Regions from separate parts of the Triticum aestivum genome. Here region 2 is linked to region 1. Evidence: chromatin contacts called from public Hi-C data. All regions are on one chromosome and are shown on one strand. The core of a region is the stretch at or near the end of the contact, and the rest is flanking DNA. Distances in the headings are between cores, read along the strand shown. Region 1 has its middle 68 kb from the start of LOC123058259. Region 2 holds the start of LOC123061033.

The links. A called contact is a pair of places that touch in the nucleus more often than the background predicts.
Region 2: a Hi-C map of leaf shows a contact between it and region 1, with 6 times the contacts expected there. The contact joins the promoter of LOC123061033 here to the enhancer-like site in region 1. A contact is called at or near these places in 2 of 5 Hi-C or Micro-C datasets (both in leaf).

What each region holds. Positions count from the first base shown.
Region 1 is chr3A:220,051,936-220,058,556 of IWGSC CS RefSeq v2.1, reverse strand. No RefSeq gene overlaps it. Among protein-coding and RNA genes, the nearest start is that of LOC123058259, 68 kb to the left of the region's middle. Within about 2 kb of position 3,101, at least 1 of the 8 cell types and tissues checked has an H3K27ac peak or open chromatin away from gene starts, as enhancers often do. A contact at or near this core is called in leaf, where this site is marked.
Region 2 is chr3A:220,388,934-220,395,554 of IWGSC CS RefSeq v2.1, reverse strand. LOC123061033 reads right to left here and starts at 2,943. Exons shown (of 6, transcript XM_044483933.1): 1 at 2,718-2,943; 2 at 2,357-2,407; 3 at 2,166-2,217; 4 at 1,454-1,512; 5 at 736-781. The coding sequence starts at 2,789.

The DNA.
Region 1 (6,621 bases), core at 1,852-4,351:
TGTATTTAAAAAGAATGTTTTTCAGGCATTTAAAAAAATATTAAAAACCTGTTTTTGTAAAAAAATATTGAACATGTACTTGAAAAATGTTAAACGGGTATAAAACAAAAAAATTAAGAACATATAAAAATGTTGAATGCATATGAAAAAAGGGTACACGTGTATTGAAAAACAAACCATGTGAAAACCAACAAAAGAAACAAAAAGGAAAGCCAAAAACCCAAGAAAGAAAGAAAGAAAGAAAAGAAAAGTATAAAGAAGATGAAAAAGAATAAACCAAAAAATCATTGAAAAAACAAAGAAGAAAATGACAAACCAGTGCAAAGCAAAAAAAAAGAAAAACAAAAAGGAAACCAAATAGGGAAAAAAACCAAACAAGGATGTGTGTACAGCGAATGGCAACAGATAAATGGGTCGGCCCGCTAGGCGTTGCCCGTAGGCGGTTTCTATTAGAAGACGGTTGTGTGTAGCCTTGGCGTCAATGGACTGTCCTTTTTGGATTTTTACATCGCCCGCTAGGAAAACAACTCGCTCGCGCCCCAGTGGGCCAGCAAGTGGCGTGAGTGTACGTGACACTCCTATGCGATGCAAGGGCCCCTAAAAATGAAAAACGTTTCGAGCCGGAGCACCGACTGAAACTTCGGCTGGCCTTGCCAGTCTCGTCCGATCTGGGACGACTGAACGTCCCCATTTTCTCCTGGCCCACACACCGACCGACTCCCTCGGCCTTATCTTCTTCCTCCCGCATCGTTCCTCCTTTCTTTTTCCCCATCTCTAATCCCTCGCGGGACGCGACCATGCACGCACTGCTTTGGACCACCACCTCCTCCTCCCCATCCGCCCACCCGGTTTTGCTGGAACCAGCGAGAATTTTTGCTACCACCGACCGAGGCAGGAGCTGGTACCAACACATGTTTCTGCTACAACCGGTGAAGCCCAAGCTGGAACCAGTACAGCTTTTTGCTACAACCGGCGGGACCCTGAGCTGGGACCAGCAAGTGTTTTTGCTACATCGACTGGGGAGTTTCTACGGCCGCGACGGTGAGCCCTGATTTTTGTTGCTACCGACCACCAAAAAAGCTTCCACCCATAAGATTATTTGCTACCATGGGGAAGCTGCACCCAGCTGATATGTTTCCTTGATAGCGACTTTTTTTTTGCTTAACGGGTGTTGGAACCGGCACCGACGCCGGTGCTGCAACCATCATCGGTGGAAGCTTCTTTGTGGCGAGCTGCGACCTCGTGCCGCAACCCTCAAATGTTTCCTCATGGGGAAAAGTTACAACCGGCCATGGCAAGCTGCGACCTCGCGCACAGCGCTATAGTTGGCGGGGCAGGGGGAGGGGGGCTGGAGAGCTGCGCCGGCGGGCGGCGACGACAAGCTGCAAGCGGGAGGCTACGCGGGGCGTGCAAGCAGGGGTAGGAAGGAATTGCATCGAGGAAAAAAAATTGTACATGAGAGCTATGCAGCGGCTTAATCGGATAGTTAAGCACACACGTATCGTGTGGGTGCACGACGACGGGCCGAAATTTGAACCGGCGCGCCGCCTCCTAGCACTGGCCTAAAAAACTTCCCATATGACGCATGGTCCCTGCTCACAGGGCATTTTCAGTCTTACGGAGCGGGTTGATCGCGCGCGCAAGCACGCCCTAATCCTCATTCCTCAACATTTTTCCCCTGGTGACATGCAGCGATTTTTTTTGCGAACTCAAAACCTTGTATTACTCAATCATGGTCTCATTACAATCATCAGCAACTACCTCCAACACTTCAGGAGGACCCGACCCTAACCAAGTCATAGTCCTATTATTTAGGCGACCAAAAGAAGCTAGCAAGTCGCTCGCCTTATTTCGAGAACGAGCGACGTGAGTAATACGAGTTTGATAAAGACTTAATAAATCTCTGATCTCACTAACTAAAGACGAGTAGATCGAACGATCAATATCACCACATGTGATCATGGCCACCGCAACAGAAGAATCAAGCTCAACTTGTATCGGCAATGTAGTTCGTTGGACCGAAGCAGTCAGGCCCTTCAGGCAAGCGCGAAGTTCAGCCTCCAACACATCCCGGCATACCCGTATCGCCCTGCATGCAGAAAAGATGATACCTCCTGACTCATCTCTTAAGATCATGCCTGCCCCAGCATCTTCACATGACACAAAAGCTCCGTCCGTATTCAGTTTTGTCCACCCCTGCTTCGGTTTTTCCCAACGAGATAGCTTAGCCTTTACAGCAGCCGTTTGAAGATCCATCATCATACTGGCTTTCCCTTTCACCGAGTCCACCCCTTTATCGTTCTTAATGGCCATCAGAGAGTGAAGGTAACTCTGTAGGAAACGGACCGATACTTCCATCTGCGGTGCCGGTTTATGATGCACCACCTCATTGCGTATGTACCAACTTCTCCAGAGCACAAGGAGAATCATACACCTCTCAATATCACTCATAGGCGCGAGAACTTGCAGTAGCCACTCCCTACCACAATTAACAATTGACTGTAGCTGAGGTAATCTCCAGACTTTGGCCATTCTCAAATAAAGATCCCTCCCCAATTGGCAGCGCACGAACGGGTGAAAATTATCTTCCGTGTCTAATCCACAAACCGGGCAAACATTCGTGGTCTCCAGACCAATCTTATGCTTATTTTTCCATGTTGGCAGTCCATCCGTCGCGACCCTTCATGCAAACTTTGCCATTGTTGGCGGAGCACCACACCTCCAGATGAACTTCCAGCAACTTCTTGCCCCGGTCGGCGACGAACTGGAAGATACTGTATTGAACCTGTGAATCTCGTCGAACGCAAAGTGGTATGCACTCTTCACAGAGAAGACACCCATCTTGTCCGGCCCCCATGCAAGAATATCCTCTAGTGTTGAACTTTGGGTAGTTGAGAGGAGTGTCTCTAGTGTTGAACGGTCCAAGTGACTCTACAAGAGAGAAGCAAAAGGAAGCGTTCTTTTTCTCTCTTTCACCCTGATCCACAGAAACCCGCGTGGTGCAAGAAAGCACCTCCGGGTCGGGTCCTACACAAAAGTGACCCGATTCCATGCGAAAATGGCACTTGTGCTTGCAACCAACATATGGTCTGGATTGTTTTGGGATGGGAGATCCTGTGTGCCATGTGGCTCGTGGGGGCTGCCGGTCAAGGTGGGTCCTAGCCCATGCGCTAATGGATTTTGATACGTGGAAATCGGTTCGGGTTTAATTATGTGGCTGGGAACAGAGCTTCCACCAAAGCCAGCTTTTTTATACTCCCTCTGTAAACTAATATAAAAGCGTTTAGATCACTATTTTAATACTCTAAACGCTTTTATATTAGTTTACATAGGGAGTACTTATTACTACTAGTAGTAACGTAACGTGCGGTATACACAACTAGTCAGTGCTTAATCTACCGTGAAACCATAGGGCGTATGCGTTGGTAACCATGATTTTACTAGGTCAGTGCTTAACCTACTGACAAATGGATAGCTACTGCTAATAAGATTGAGGAATCTGGTTGCTCTATCATATGCTTGCAAGAAGAAGAAGAAGAAGAAAAGAAAATCCTTTGATCATGGTTATGTTAAAAAAAATTACCCCACGAGATTAAAAAAAAATGAAACTCCATGGGCACTAGCACCCACGGTTTTATTGATATAGAAGAAGCATCCCTCATGAGAATTCCAGAAATTCGTCCCCGACGTGAATCGAACTCTGGTCGTTGGGTTTACAATCATGCGCCCCCAACCACTGGGCTATGCCCACGTCCTCTACCCCACGAGATTGAATAAGTTTGAATATCTTCCATCTATAGGAGCATCTGGTGGGCTGCTAACTGCCTGAAATGAATATATGTTTTATGGACAAATGATTTTTTAGAACAAATTATCGCTTTCAATTCAGTTCACTTATATTCACATTGGTGCCACACGGATCCTCACCAATATATACAATATGAGCCATGCCAGCAAGAGGATAAGATGGGATTCATTGGAGTAGTCTACGGAGGTGAGTGAACCAGAGTGGCACCGGTGATTAGGTCACCCTTCCTAGCTCCTCTCTATTGGGCATACCTAGAGTGGCACCGGTTGTGAACTAGGGTCAATGCCTTTTAGCTATTTGGGCATACCTATTCATCATCGGAAATTATTCATTAAGGAGTGGAAGTGCATCGAGGACCGAATTGAAAAGAAGTTAAGTTGTTGGAAAAGCAAGTTAATGTCCTATGGTGGTCGACTAGTACTCATTAACTCTGTCTTGACAAGTATGTCGATGTTTCTGCTCTCCTTTTTTGAGGTACCTAAAGGGGTACGAAGGAGACTAGACTTCTTCCGATCTCGATTCTTCTGGCAGTCTGATGAGGCCAAGAAGAAATACCGCTTAGCTCGCTGGGATATATTATGTCGACCTAAGGACCAGGGGGGTCTCGGCATTGAGAATCTAGAGATCAAGAATAAATGTCTTTTAAGCAAATGACTTTTCAGGCTTTCGGTAGAGAACGACGGGATGTGGGCACAAATTTTACGAAACAAATATTTACAGTCCAAAACTCTAGCACAAGTTAACGTGAGGTCATCCGATTCGCCTTTCTGAAAGGGCCTAATGAGAACTAAAGACTTATTCTTTCGTAGAACCAAATTCACTATTGGCAATGGGATGTCAACACAATTTTTGGAGGATACATGGCTAGGGGAGACGCCCTTAGCTGTTCAATATCCAAGTCTATATAATATTGTCCAACGTAAGGAAGATTACGTTGGCACGATATTACAATCGGTACCTCTAAATATTCAGTTTAGGCGATCTTTGGTTGGGGAGAGATGGAATTCATGGATACATCTAGTACGGAGAGTGATGGATGTACAATTAACCGACCAATCGGATTCCTTACATTGGACACTGACCAAGAATGGCTCATTCACGGTCAAATCATTTTATTTGGACCTAATTAACTCTGGCTTCCTCCCGAGATCCATTCATATCTGGAAAGTTAAGGTCCCCTTGCGTATCAAAATTTTCATGTGGTTCGTACATAAACAAGTGATACTCACCAAAGACAATCTGTTAAAACGACATTGGGTAGGCAGCTCACGATATTGTTTTTGTGATAATAATGAAACAATACAACACCTTTTCATCGATTGTCCTTTGGCAAAACTTTTATGGCGCACTATTCATATAGATTTCAACATTGCCCCTCCAATTAACATTGAATCGTTGTTTGGGACGTGGTTAGATGGGGTGGATCGCAATACTACGAGTCATATTCGAGTTGGAATATGTGCTTTTTTGTGGGCTATATGAAACTGCAGGAACGATATGATCTTTAACAGGCAACAATTTTTAAACTTCTTGCAGGTTATCTTTAGAGCTACTGCATGGATCCGTACATGGTCCTTACTCACTCCTACGGAATCCAGGGAGCCGCTGGTTATTGGGTGCAACCAATGGGAGATGGTAGCACGGGTTATATTCAACCGATTTGGATGACGGACGCTTAAAAGGATAGGAGTTTAGGTCTCTAGTCCTGTTACCATCATCGGTTGTAATCTTGAGGTCTTTTATGGCTTTGTCATCCCGTTCCTTTTTGCGAGCTGTAATACTTTGGATACTATTTGTTTTTCGAGACTTTTAATAATATGGATGCATGCATCATTCAGATGCAGAGGCCGGGGGCACGCCTTCTTTTCCAAAAAAAAGCTCCTGTCTATTGATCGGGGTTCACAACTAGGTTGGGAAAATAGTGTCTCAAATTTTTGCTTGTCATAAGTCAAACGAAATGTTCGTAATAAAAAAACTTTGTTCTTTTACACTCTAATAACTGGATGGAAAAAATTAAACAGCAAGAGCAAACATAAAACGCTGGCTCCGTTGGGATACTCTGAGCACCTACAACCAGGATTGCAAAATATGACCTTTTATACCGAAAAAGGCTTTCGCCCCGCTTTATAAATAAACCATCATAGCCACAAGGTATAGCAAAGGTCCACCCACACACACACACACACCCACACACAAAGTCACACCACAAATAGTACAAGAGGGTTCTGCTGAGGGCGCAGCTCAACAAGCCCTGAAAACGAAAACAAAGGCGGATAACCCGCAATAGCAGCTAAGAAGCTAATCCATCTCTGGTGGTAGAGTAGGAAGCGGCGGCACCAAGCGGAGAGACATCGAGCGGAGGTCGGCGATGATGATGTTGATGGCGTCCCGGTCCTGGAGGCGGCTAAGCGGCCACCAAAGCTGCAAGTACCCACACATTTTGTAAACAACGTCAGTGGCACGTCGAAGAGGAACTCGCTGGATGACAAGCTTATTACGCACGGTCCATAGCGTCCACGCAAGGACCCCAATGAGCAGCCACCTAATGTGGCGGCCCGAAGGGGGGAGGGCCTGCACCTCAGTGAGGAGGTCGGGGAAGTTGGTGTTACACCAGTTGCCACCAGTAGCCTCACGGAGGCATCCACAAAGGAACTGGGCAAAAACGCACGAGAAAAAGATGTGATTCGAGGTTTCCTCAATCCCATATAGGGGGAAAATCCCATCGCCCGGGCCTTGCCGCTTCAACACCTCCATGCTGGAGGGGAGCTGGCTGCGGATCCATTGCCACAAGAAGATTCTGATCTTTAGGGGCA
Region 2 (6,621 bases), core at 1,694-4,193, 340 kb before region 1:
AAGCCAGTTAGGATCTAGTTTCCCTCCTGTGTCAACTTTGTTTGGACGTACTCATCTACTATCACATGTGTGTACTCTGTATTGGTGAATGAATGCAAACCAGTGAAAAGATGATGTGGGGTTCAATTCAGTCCAGAAGCCTTCATGACAATGAAACTTCATAAAAGCATTTGCTTTGGAATCCCCAAAAGGTACAAGCGTGTTTTATAGCCAAATAGAGCATGGCTAATAGTGTAGTCAGCTGCTGGATATATTAAGTTGTCATGTCATGTAAAGCTATCATTTGCAATCACTCATATAAAAAGGTTGGCTACAAGCGTAATACTTTTTTCACCTTCTCTCTTTCTCTTTTTCATATTTATTGCCGTTGCCTAGGAGCACGTGTATAGGCAGGCTCTTGCATGAGATCCCATTCCTCTTGCTTTTTCATGTCACACTCCTCCACATAAGCAAACATGCCATGTAACCAGGCTACAAGCCTGTTATTATACTTGCTCATAGGCAGGCTAAGTGAAACATCACTAGTGACAAAAACTGTCAAGTGGAGCCAAGGAATGGAAACTGTTCCAATGCAGAACATCTCTATAAATTACTTGTAATGATGTCCAGTGAAATACAGAAAATAATCTACCAACCATGACATCAAGGAAATAATAATAGAATAGATTTTTAGATAGCAGAATTACAAGCATAAAATAGATAAATATATTAAAATACAGAAGAGTATTGCCTCACCTGCTAATCCAGCACACGCAGAAGAGAATACAACAACTGGAGGGGCCTGCAGGAGGAAAAGGGTCAGACCAATGGACCTCATCAGACTGAACAAAAAATAGCATCCCAATGCAATCTTTGCACCAAAAATTCTCAAAGAAAGGAATAAAAGGCGATAAACTCTCTTGGTATGCAACTGTAGCTGGCTGTACAGTTAAGCAATGCTAGTCTGGGGAACCCGTCCCAGTAATAAAACTTGCTGATGTACGGAATGGTATGAAACTCAGCACATTGGCACAGTGAATATTCAGTGCTATGTTTACATACCAGACTACACAACTGATGCGTGCTTAAAGAAATTTCAAGAAAACTAGAGCTTGATGACACCAAAAAAAAACCCGCCTATTTTGTCTCAACATAGCCGGTTCCAAGCCTGGGTAAAGGAGGATTGTGATGCTATCCACGTGCCAGAACAATGACTAGGTTCCGATATCTTATGGGTTTCAACTCTAGCCTACCCCAACTTGTTTGGGAATGAAAAGATTTGTTGTTGTTGTAGGTTCTAATGTTGTCACTGTGATTGTTTGGGCAGTGGATGACCATTAGAGCATATAAATGTGCCCATCAAGTGATAAAAAGAACATCTTAGAGCTGCATCATTCCAAATAATTCATGCTAAAAAGAACATGCATAAGATAATATCAACATATGGAAAAGGGAAAATGGACACTGTACTTACACCAACAAGAAAATGCATCCACATTGGCCCTTTTATGTAACGCCGAACAACAGGCATAGCTACATAAAAAAAATCCAAAGTTAATGCTAATCTGAAGATAATATTATTATTTAGTATATATAATTGTATAATAGCATAATTTAAAAAATGGCATAAAAAGCTAAGTGATTTCATTCTAGACCCCTTTGCAACAAAAGACCAAGCAGGTAAATCCACTTCATGTAAATAAAGTTGAGCCAATATCATGTGTATTGCCGGGAGAAAAAAATGCATGCATGTAGGCATGTACAGGGAGGTGTTTTACAAGAACATTAATAATCATTTTTGATACGGCAACAAGGTACATGCATATCTGAATAAGATTTGAAATGATATTGAGGATCCTATAAGATGATATCTGAATATTTTCACGAGATTTGAAATGCTATTGCGGATCCTATAAGATTAATGACAGGTATTACAATGCAAACTAGCAACACATCTCACAAGTTACAACCAGACAAACAAGGTGGTGTGCTGCATAAGAAGTTATAGAATCTCAAACTGAACACTATATATAATTCATCCAACAAATGATGAAGAAAGCAAAACTATTTCTCACAACATACAAAACCAATTGTCACACAAATACACCAGCATCTTTTAAGTAACTGAAAATTTAGAAGAGCTGGATGTATCAATCACTCATTGATCAAAATGGTAGCCAGCATACCATGATTAAACGCATAAAACGCGCCTGCAGTACCCCCAACAGCGGAACCAATCTGTTCCATATGGCCATGTTTATATATTAGTACACGGGTGGAAAGCACAAAACAAAAGGCAGTGCTTGGAAAGTTTCCAGTTTGGACTAAAAAGACGAATAACTCGCACTGGTGAGTGGTAAAAGGCGATGGAACAAACCATTGAGAAGCTATCTCGAACCAATGGAGTCACGGTCCAGCTGCTAGTTTCCTTCATAAGCCCAAAAAACATGCATTAGCGCAATTAACCACATAAGTTGCCTTACAAGGAAGCTATAACAGTACAAACTCGCTGCTTGCATCAGTACAAGCAGATAACAACAGCACAAAATTGCATCAGTTACATCAGTCCAAAAAAAATGCAACAACGGGCGTTTGATTACGAAACACAAACCAGCATACAAGCAATAGTCATGCTATAATTCAGGCAAAATCTACAAAGGGGTGCAAATCTGTACGAAGAACAAAGGGGTGTAGCGGCGGCGGCAGAGGATGTGAAGGGGGGAGAAGGCGGTCAGTACCATGTCCTTGGAGAGGGGCCCTGCGCAGTGGTGGCACCTCTTGGGTAGCTCCGGGGCGGCGTGCTCCGACATGGCGCCCCAGAGAGATGAGAGATGGCCCGCCGGGTGGATGGATCCGCCCCGAGCTAGCGGGAGGAAGGGAAGCTCTGTCTGACCTGTCGCCGCAGCCGCAGGAAACAAAACAGAACAAGGCCCCTTCGTTAAAACCCTTCGATTTTGGAGCGGCCACGATTCGACCACCGCCTAGCCGCAGCCGTCCGATTTCTTCTTTCTTCGCCTCCAAGTCGTGATTCTTCGGCCTTAGCCGGATCGGGCCAGGCCAGTTGCGACAGTCAAGGCCGGCCTGTCATGTTAATGGGCCAGGCTGATCTTGTCATCCCTAGACAAACAGCTCTGAGCATGTGCCAACCTACGGCATTTCTTTTTTTTTAGCATCAATACAGACACAAGCGCTCATATACACGCGCATACATTTACCCCTATGAACGCACACACGCATACCCTATCCTTATGAGCACCTCCGAGAGACTGAGCCGGCATATCATCTTGAGATTTACGAAGTCACCGTAAGCGCCTCGTCGTCGATGAGAACGTCTCCTCCCACTGAAAGCGCATCGCCGAAAATGCTGAAATAAATCCAGAAATAATGCGAGTACCAGGATTTGAACCCTGATGGGTTGGAAATATCACTGTTCACCTAACCAACAGGTTGATTTGCAACCTACGGCATTTCCTAACGGGCGCCTTAAGCACCCGTTTCTTCAGTAAACGCAAACGGGCGCATACCCCTCGCGCCGCGCTGGGCCGGCCCGTGTCTTTTTTAAAAAAAACTGCAGCAAAAATCGAATTTCCTAAGCGCAGCATCGAACTCGTGATCTGTAGTTGATAAAGGAGCGCACTGAGCAGCAGGACATCCTACCGCGAGTGTCTATTGACTTCTTCCCGCTATTTTTATTACCTAGGCCGCGGGAGCCCCCCAAACCAATTTTCCACGGCTTCGTGATTTCTAGGCGTTTTTTTCTGGTTCCTTTTTTCCTTTTCTTTTTATTTTCTTAAATGCGCGAACGTTTTTTCAAAGTCGTAAACTTTTTTCAAGTTGAATTAACTTTTGTTAAAATCAGTGAACTTTTTCAAATTTGAGGAAAAAAATTCAAAATCGATGAATTTTTTTGAATTTGATGAAAGGTTTTCAAAATCGATTAACTTTTTTTAAATTCTGTGAATTTTTAAAATCGATGAACTATTTTTATCATTCAGTGAACTTTTTTCTAAGTCGATGAACTCTTTTTCAAAATCGTTGAACTTTTTTAAATTTGTTGAAATTTTTTTAATCGATGAACTTTTTTTAAAATTCAATGAACTTTTTTCAAAATCGATGAACTCTTTTTCAATATTGATGAACTCTTTTTCAAAACCGATGAACTTTTTTTAAATTCGATGAACTTTTTTTAAAATTCAGTGAACTTTTTTCAAAATCGATGAACCCTTTTCAAATTCGATGAACTTTTTTCAAATTCGATGAACTTTTTTCAAATTCGATGAACTTTTTCAAAACTCATGATTTTCTTTAAATTTGATGAATTTTTTTCAAATTCGATAAACTTCTTTCAAAATCGATGAAACTTTTCAAAATCGATGAACTCTTTTTTTCATTCTTAATGAACTTTTTTTTCAAAATTGATTTTTCTTTATTGATGAACTTTTTTTCAAATTCATGAACTTTTTTGTAAGTTCCTGGACTTTCTTTCAAGTTTTATGAAAATTCTTGAATTCACAAAAAAATTCAAAATTTTCGTTTTTTTGTTTTTTTCATCAAAAGTCAATTTTTTGAGAAATTCAAAAGTCAATACTTGAGCGATCCAGGGGAGCGAACGAGCAGAAGTGGAACAAGCGAACGATGCAAGCTGGCCGGCCCAGTTCGCGCACGTGTGGGCGCCAGAACGGGAACCGGCGCTGAAGGCGCCTAAGGTTGTTCCCACAAAAAAAACTACATGTGGCTGGATGGTTAGAATGACATTGGTATCTCTAGTCCACCAGAAAAGTCTTGTTGCTCGCATTTACTCTGAATTTATTTCAGAATTTTTGACGATGCGTGTTCAGTGAGAGAAGACGTTTCCATTGACTACGGAGCGCCTATAATGGCTTCGTCAATCTCAAGATGATATGCCGGCTCAGTCCCTCGAAGGTGCTCATAGGGATAGGGTGTGTTTATAGGAATGAGTGTACGCACGTATATATGAGCGCCTACGTATGTACTGTGTTCTAAACAAAAGCTTTGAGCATGTTTCCGCTAAAAACCAGCTGCACAAGCTTCCGGTCTATTCAATGTCTTGTTTTTTTGAATGGAAAGGGATTTCTTCCCCAATTTCATTAACCAAACCAGCAATTTGGCAACAATCCAAACGCAGCAAAACCATCAGCAAGGTTTCAAACCATCACCCCCCCTCACCTCAACAAGGGAAGTAAGGGAAAAACGTGGGACTGGACCTACAATAGGCAAGGACACCGAATAGAAAAACGCAGAACTACACACATATGGAGACTGGCACCCCAGCATTCATATGCTAGTGAGCCACATGAGCTAAAACTCCCGACACCCAACTTTCAATGTCTTGTTTTAAACTGTCGAGGGGTTTGTGTGAACACCTGACTTATATGATCAAAGCCTTTTGGTGGGGAGTAAAAGAGGCCAGTGCAAACCATACTGGGTGTCATGGGACATAATGAGCATGCCTAAATACATGGGGGGTCTGGGTTTCAAGGGCTTTGAAATTTTCAATCTTGCGCTTCTTGCAAGACAGGCTTGGAGAATCATAGAAAACCATTATTCAATAAGTGCAAGAATACTGAAGGCGGTGTACTTCCCAGAAGTTCATTTTTTGAATGCAGCACTTGGGACTCATCCATCACAGATTTGGAGAGCAATCATTTAGGGGTGTGATACCCTTAAACAGGGGCTGATTAGGCGAATTGGCAATGGTACAACCACTGAAATATGGAACTTCAACCGCATCCCAAGACAGGAAAGTATGTGCCCAATCATCTCGCTTGTGATTCACCCACCGCAGGTTGTTTCAGAACTACTTGACATCCCGAACACCAGATCGAACAACGAGGTTATCAGGCAGGTCTTTCTCCCATATGATGCTTTGGCAATTATGCATATTCCTATTTGTACCTGCAATATGGAGGATTTTTGTCTTGGAACTTTGAGAAAATCAGGAATCTTTTCAATACGGTCGGTGTATAGGATGATTGTGGCAACAAAAAAGTGTCGCCAAGATTGGCTTAATGAGCGACCGGGCTCCTCTGATGATGCGGCAGATGAGAAGTCTTGGACCATTCTTTGAAACGCTCTAGTGCCGACAAAACTTAAAGTTTTCCTGTGGAGATTGGCCCAACATTCATTACCTACTAAGGATGTAAGAAAACATAGAAATATGTCTGACATAGATGGATGTTCAGTTTGTGTCATGCGTGACTCTGGGAGGCTAAGTCTTATTGAGTGCTCAATGGCGAGATGTGTGTGGGCATTTATTGACCTGGAGCCTTTTGACCAGATGATGGCCATGGTTGAACCTTATGCTACAAATTGGATGTTTACTTTGATGGATGTGCTTTCACATGATCAGTTCACTTGGTTGATGGCAACCCTATGGGCGATATGGACTGTGAGACATAAACTGATACACGAAGGCATTAGTCAAAGCCCTTTGTCGACGCATCTCTTTATCACAAGTTTTATGTCAGAGCTTTAGCAAGTTCACCAGCGGCACATGAAATAACAGTGCCTCCAGGCGGAAATGCTTAGGTTCGGTGGTTGCCTCCTCCGCTGGACTCATCAAAATTAATGCTAATGCAGGTGTTGGCCACAATTTAGGAGCAACAACTATAGTTTATCATG